Regions from separate parts of the Anas platyrhynchos genome. Here region 2 is linked to region 1. Evidence: chromatin contacts called from public Hi-C data. All regions are on one chromosome and are shown on one strand. The core of a region is the stretch at or near the end of the contact, and the rest is flanking DNA. Distances in the headings are between cores, read along the strand shown.

Region 1 (3,742 bases), core at 372-2,871:
ACCAGGAACAATCCCGAGTGGATGTCTGTCTGCCATGCTATCCCCATGCTTGCACAGTGTATTAACATGCAAATCCAGAACAGTGCATATGCTAACGTCTAGGAAAAGACTTGTCATTTCAGGATATCAATGTAATGAACAAGTGGAATTCTATAGTATCACCCTAGGAAGATGTATTGCATAGCACAAGTGACCAAGGAAGCCCTTCAGTGACCTGTTGGTAAGAATGCACAGACATGAATGGCAAAGGAAAGAATATGGCCAAAGAGAAGGAACACAGCTGTGGTCATTCTCCCTGCCCAGCTTCAGCAGCAAAAATCAGTGAACAACTTGTGACTCTGGCTCTGTGACCACCCGCCAGTTTGGTGAATCTGTCCCTGTCAGTTTTCTTATACCTTGAGCTGCTATTCAACTCTCAAGCGTCAAGCAGTGTACATGGTACAAGTGCAATGGCTTCAGGGTGCATACATCTGTTACTCCTGTGACTGCTGCTGAAGCACAGAGGTTGGGTTGGCAGATGTAAGATTTGCCTTTGAGGATAAATAGGTCATATATCAGAAAGTAAAAACAGAGAAACAGCTGCAGTCCTTCTTCCCCAACAGACTGGTACTTTGTTCAACCATACCCATAACAACTAAAGGCATAGTCCCTTGAGAGCAATTCCCCATTCAACATTGCTAAGCAGCAGGCACAAGAGCGTAGCAAAGTCAGCTGGTAGAGGCCTATGATGAGGTACAAGCGAAGCACACCATGGTGAGGAGCCAGAAGTGAAGGGCTCAGCATAAACGCTTTCCTTGGCACATACTTACTAGAGTTTGTTACTATTAAAATAGAACAATTTGCTGTAGGAAAGCTCAATTTCAACATGTGCTTTCTCTGCTTTCCTCCAGCTTTTGAAGTTTTCATTGCAGTTAGTCCATTCACATGCAATCACTTGGATTGCACTGGCTTCTTTAGCGACGAATAAAAAAATAGGTGGTGGCTACAGTGCTTAAAGGAAAGGTAATGAATTGCTCAATGCTACACCAACAGCTTGCCTCAAAATAGCAGCAGTTGCCCTTCTCCAAATAGCTCCAGTTAGAAAGCAACTGTGCTTGATGCAGAAGTAAAGATTAAGGGTCTGGTCCATACATGGGTTATGCTGGTAAATAAGGAATGCCTCCACTGGGAGTTAGACTGCCGGGAGATGGGACGAGCTCAGAACTGTATCCTGTGGCCACCATACGCAGAGAGGAATCTCAATATGGGGATAAGATAGTAACTAGAAGATTAACTTACATTTTCTAACCACGAACTTCAGTCTGCCCCACAGTGCTTGCAAAGGACACCTAAACTCTTCTTATCCCTTCTTTCTATACCTCTTCCCATGGCAAATCCCAAAACATGATACTCTATACTCTGCTGAACCCTTCAGCTATAAAAGATAACTTCCATAAGATTTCTCTAACACTGCTCTGAAATGTCTTTATGGCTATTGGCTATTTCTCACCAAGCTGCATTTGCTTTCTTCTACAAATCCTGTCAAATGCTAATGACAGCAAATTCCCCGTTCCCCTCCAGCTGCTCCCAGAAAGCCTTTTAGAGTTCTAGTTCATAGAGATCACATGTGCAGGCCTTGGAGTGGAAGAGGGCTGTAAACAGGCAGTCGACTGTTTCTCTTAACACAGAAGATAAGTTTCTGCTAGGGGTGCAATTAGTTGACATGACTTTTACTAACAGGTCTTATGGCACAAAATTATATCCAGCTCTTCCCACATAGCTATTCCCACCCACTGCATTTATTAACCAGAAATCCTTCTAAATGTTATCTAGTAGCATGAATTAAGCAGTTGTGTTTTGCAGATCATGTTCTTTAGCTTGCTCTTTCATTTCCTCTTATTCAACATTATCACATTATGTTCCTCTTCTTATGTGCTTTTCCTCTCCACAAAGCTCTTTAAACAGCTGCAAAGGGGGAGGGACCACTATGCTTATGAAAACTCCACTTTGCAGAATGCTTCTGCCAGGTCCTACTGTCTGTCTCTTTCCAGGGATTTAATACCTCCAAGATCCAGGTTTGCTTTTACATCTCTTCCTTGTGCAACCCTGACAACAGAGCCTACTGCCAGCTGTCTTAATTGAAGAACAGTAATCCACCTCTTCTTCTTGTTGCCATGAGGAATGCATACACCCTCTTTCTCTTTGTAGTGGGCTCCTATTATTTTAACGGTAAGTGATCTTTTCTTTCAGATACAGTTTGTGAAACAGTGTTAGCTTTCAGGGCTAGGAGGTAGATGATACCATTCGTAACTACCACCTCAGTAGGCTGCAGACTTTACGAAGATGCATGAAATTGATTGTTTTAGTGTTGTTTCTGGCTCATTCGGTATCAGCAAATCCACTACGATGCTTATGTAAGTTGGACATAAAATGACAGAGCAGTAGGAGATGACATTGATAACCAGTAAAGAATGTTCCTTTAGATGCTCCCCGGATAATCTGTGACAGGAAAAGCAGGCGTTGCGTTTAGAGGGAAAAAAAGAAAAAATGAACCAAGACATAAAGCATAAATGAGAGAGATCTCCCCCCTCTGTACAATTATTGACTCAAGTTTGTGTATTTGCAAAGTTCTTATTTCCTAATTGTTTGATTCATACATAATTAATGTTTAAATTCAATTAGAATACATAAATATATATTTAAAAATGTAAACATACATTAAGAACATTTTCTTTAGCCCGTCAGGATTTCTTGCCTATGTTTTAGCCAACACGCACAGCTCAACAGCAGCACACAATAGTGCATTTACCTTGGGAGCATCTTCCCACGGAGAGACTCCACTGAAGCATTCAGAGTGAAACTGGCAGAAAGTGAACTGGGACAAAAATCACATTTTCCTATATGTACCTAGTCAACCTGCAGTTTTGTTTCTTCTATACTTCAGAAAACATCTGCTTTGTAACTACTGCAGGGTGAGGGCCTACTTTAGATTACACATTTTTGAATCCGTCAGCATTTTATTTTTATTTTCATTAATTGTACTGCAGAAGTTAAAATATGCTGTAAAATACAGTAAATTCACTATTACTTGCTTAGGAACAATAAGCATTCCAAAGTAGTGTGCATTGTCCTGAGACGCCATGTAGATCTTTTTACTCAATAGTACACTGAGAAGTAACAACATCACTAAGTAATTTCAGAGAAGATAATAAGATTGTCTTATTGCTGCATCCTACTTGCTCCTTCCTAATTATAGACGGGAATTTGGTACGTCACCGTTGTCAACATAAGTCATTTGCAAAAGAGGAAAGACCAAAATGACAATAGGTTGTGCAATATATTATTTCTAAACTATTATTATTTCAACAGTTATTTTAATAACTTGTTAGGGAAATGGGGGAAGCATGTCTTCTGTTAAATTCTACAGTTTAGATAGTGGTAACAGTGTACTTGCCTGTATTTGTTGACACTGCTCCTTATTCTGTTCTGGGGAAATCATGCCGACGTATTTGTCACTACACTGAAAATAAGCAGTACAGCACAGACTAAGTAGTTATTTCATTTTTTATATTTAACTTTGACCATGTAAAAAGTAAAGTTTGCACAGAGTAGTGAATCAAGCCTGTTTTTGTTTCTTCTACTGTGAAGTTGAAAGCATGATAAAGCAGTTTGTTTTTAACAGTAATACCCCTACACAGAGAATACAAACTTACTGCAGAATCTGTGCTGCAATTTATGGGGTGATTTGCTTTCCTTTTAATGG
Region 2 (3,742 bases), core at 479-2,978, 55 kb before region 1:
AGATTATATAGTTATCCACAAATGTTTGCACCATTTTGATTTACAGCCACACTGCACTGTTAGTATTTTTAAGGTTCAACTACCTGATACTCTGGGAGACTGCCCGGTCTAGAGACAGGAACCCAGACAGCTTTTTCCCAGCCTTGTCACAAGCCCTGCGTGTGGGACTTTTCTCACCAGTCATGTGAGGTCAAGTGAGTCACACAGGCTGCTGGTGCCTCCTTTTCATTCTCATCTGTCATCCACCTCATTTATTTAGACTGCTAGCTCTGAAGAACATGCCCTTTTTCCTACAATAAATACATCCAAGATCACAGGTGCAGCTTCTAGGCACACAGGCAGTACAACAGAGAACATGAAAGCAGAGATGAGCTATTCTGCAAGGCTGTAGGCAGTGTTAGGCTACTGAGCCCAAGGAGCATCACCAGAAGGACACGTCAAAGGCAGAATTCATAAAGAGGAAGACTGCTTATCTGAAGGTCTAAAAGCAAATCAGGGAGCACATTACAGTCATTAAATTCACTTGAGAAGAGACAGACAACTAACACGCGACAAACACTCTGAAGTGGTCTAAGCAGAAAATACTGGAGGCTTGTCTAGGGAATATTCCAGTTTCCCAAAGACCTTAAAGGATTTTGATTTTCAACTCTGTAAACAGAAAGGACATTTTCTTGCAGAATAAAGTAGGATTAAACAGGGAGATACCCACTTTACCAAAGGCACTGAGTTATGTGCCAGAGAAAAATACTTCCAGTGATGAGGGGCTGTAGGAAACATGAAGCAATTTGGGGTGTGAAAACCAAGGCAGGATGTTGGTGCAAAGTGTTTGCCTGCTTGCTGGTCTCAATACCATCAATATATTATTCTGGATTAAAAAAAAAAAAAAAAAAAAGGAAAATACAACAACAGAAAATAGTGCTTTTAAGAAAGCACTTTAAAACAAAACAAACAAACAAAAAAACCCACAACCCCACCCCTACAGGCTGCACAGGACAGATACAAATATGTCCCAAATCTCACAGAAGCAGCTTATTAGTAACAGCCCTGGGCAGGCAGGGAGCAGTCACAAAAACAGGGAGATAGACTTGACACTGGGAGGGAGAAGGTAGGGCAGCAAGCCTCGGGCAGGCTGAGAAAGGTGCAGGAGGTGTAAATGGCTTGAGAAAATGGCTCAGTTCACATAACATTAACCTGTGACCTTACACTCATCAGCTGCCAGATCCTCCATCAATGAAACAGGCAAAGCAGCCTGTGGAAGATGACGAAGTACTTGAAACTGAGAGTGGTCCGATGTCCGACAGAAGGATTTAGTCTATCTCAGCAATTAATATACAGCAGCTACAGCTGCACCTGCCTGCTACTGACTTTGGACTTCAAGGAATTTTCTTTTGCTTGGCAAGTTTTCTGCACTAGAAAAAAAAATCTGCCAAGACCTCGAGGACCCTCCCATCACAACTACATTAAATGCAGTCCTAAGAGGTGTTCAAGGACCCCTCTAACAGGAGGTGTGCTGCCTGGCATTTTTCCCCCTGAACATTTTTTCTCGCTTTAGTTCACTCAGGCCTTGTCCTTCTTCCTTCTCTACTTCTCCAGTCTCTTTTCTCCTGCCCAGTCCCACCATTCCCTTCTACAGCCTTAGCTATGGTATTACTGCAGAAAGGAGACCTGTGTGGAAGCAATGTTAATCAGCGTATGCCAGTGACTCAGAAGTCATTAATGGAACCAAGCCTAACCTCATCACCCAGTGCTGCACGCTGCCTGCCAGACAGCCACATCATCCTAGATACTTCTCTAGTATGCAGTAAAAGAACGGACTCTTTCCTGAATGCTGGTGCTCTTTGCTGTTGTACTGCTTACTGCAGAGGAAAATCTAGGAGTTACTTGTTTACACAGCAGCTTCAGTGAAACAGAAAATGCAAAGGCACCTATAGAAGAAATAAAGTTGTGTAGCTTTGCGGCTCCTGTTTGACTGTTTTCAGGCTGGTCTCTCAGTGCAACCTTACAACCATTAGACTAACTTGGTATTCTTTACTTTCTTCTCACATCAGAGTAACGAGCCTGATACACCTGAGGTAAAATCACAGCTACAGACCTGCATTTGTTCGCCACGCTCATGTGGGAGTAAAGACAACCAGACAGAAACTGGCAATCAAAGAACAAAGATTAGTGCACAACGGACACCACAACCTGATCCCTGCTTTTGGTGCCCTGCAACACCTTTCTCTTGCTGCCACACAAGCTGTTTTTACCCTTTTTTTTTTTACCCTTTAGCTCTGTGCTGCCCCTAGCCCTGTGCAGTGGGACTGGCACAGACTGACAGTAACACCAGCACCGGCAACACCCAGCACATCTGGCTCCTGTTTTCTGAACATCAGTGCTGGGGAAGAAAATTGAGGGCTTCAACTTTTGACTATTTTGGGCTTGGTCAAATGGGCAGAACAAAGCACCAGGTTTTTTCCAGTGCCACTACTGATCCGCACATCACTAGTTCAGATACCCAGCTGCTTCAAGGGGCCTTCCCTTAGCAGAGGGGCTCTGTCCCAGCTCTTTCCCAGACTTTTGTGCTGGGGGAAGCCCTTGGCACCTGCTGACAGAAGATGTGTGAGACGCATCTGGAGAGCTTCATGGCAGCTGTTGCCTTCCTGTTTCCCTGCTTTTTGACAAAGCCAAGGAAGAAAAACAACTTCCGAGTCCAGACCCTCTATTGCCAAACACCAGAGAATGTCCTATGTCCTCCCTTCTCAGGTTACCTCTATCATTAAGTGCTGTTGGTATCTTTCATATCCAGGTAGATAAGGACTGACCAGACGGCAGTGAGAGCTTAAAACCCCGCTCTTTTTTCTTGTGGTCCATGTTCAGGACAACGTCCAGTCCTCCTCTGGCCCTACAGCAGGTGGTTACAACAGGCAGCTAGCCATGAGTCACAGCACTAACAGCAGCAGAGCAGAGCTATATTCATTATTTACCAGTCTCTAAGGCCTCTGTGCTGCTTGGAGACAGCCTACATCTCCTATCAATCATTTAACATGTTCCAGTTCAGCGCAGTTACTTCTGGCTCAGCGCACAGACCTTGTCCAGAAGAATCCCTCACTTAGTGCTCTTTTCGTGCGGCTTCCTCCCAGGCCCCATGTACCTTTCCCAGCCTCATAACTTCTTGGCAATAGTTCAGCACTTTTTCACTTTAAAATTTAATTTAGTGTTCACAAGAGGTGCCAGACTACCAGCAGGCAAAACAGCAGCCTGCTGTTTGCCCACAGAGCTGGTACTGCCTGAGCAACAGGCACTAATGTTGTGTGACACTGACCTGATGAAGCATCTCGGCCCTTTTTGCAAGGGGCAGTCACTGGAACCGGGTAACTCCATTTACACGCTCATTTATTTCTCACCTTCTAGCTGAGGACACACTAGATCCAGCCATGCTGGATCTAAACACTCTCCTGGCCCTAGTATCCTGCCTGTCCCAACAGCCAAGCTAGATGCAGAGGGAAGCACACGCAGGAAGGCAGTGGCCCCTTCACAGGCTGCAGCTCAGGGACTTCCTGGTTTTGAACTATTTGGTGGTGCCTGTATAGGATGAAGATCACTTCCACAAAGAAGTTCATGGAAATCTTTGGCACATGGAATCCCACAGTCACGAATTTCACAGCTTAACTGCACACGGCAATAGCTCCCCATCTTATCCCTGTTTTGAACTTTCATTGCGTTGCTGGACCAAAGAAGATCCTGGCTCCTGCTTGCTCAT

What was found. Hi-C and Micro-C count contacts between places; a contact is called where the count stands out from the background.
Region 2: a contact with region 1 is called in a Hi-C map of liver, with 2.0 times the contacts expected there. The contact joins the enhancer-like site here to the promoter of CHRNB4 in region 1. A contact is called at or near these places in 4 of 8 Hi-C or Micro-C datasets (F1 follicle, liver, skeletal muscle and 1 more).

What each region holds. Positions count from the first base shown.
Region 1 is chr11:11,424,789-11,428,530 of IASCAAS_PekinDuck_T2T, reverse strand. CHRNB4 (cholinergic receptor nicotinic beta 4 subunit) reads left to right here and starts at 1,621. Exons shown (of 6, transcript XM_038185056.2): 1 at 1,621-2,208. All of the region lies in intron 3 of LOC106019666 (a long non-coding RNA gene), which reads right to left.
Region 2 is chr11:11,479,642-11,483,383 of IASCAAS_PekinDuck_T2T, reverse strand. The region is part of intron 4 of LOC106019666 (a long non-coding RNA gene); the gene reads right to left. Among named protein-coding and RNA genes, the nearest start is that of UBE2Q2, 20 kb to the left of the region's middle. Within about 2 kb of position 1,728, at least 1 of the 8 cell types and tissues checked has an H3K27ac peak or open chromatin away from gene starts, as enhancers often do.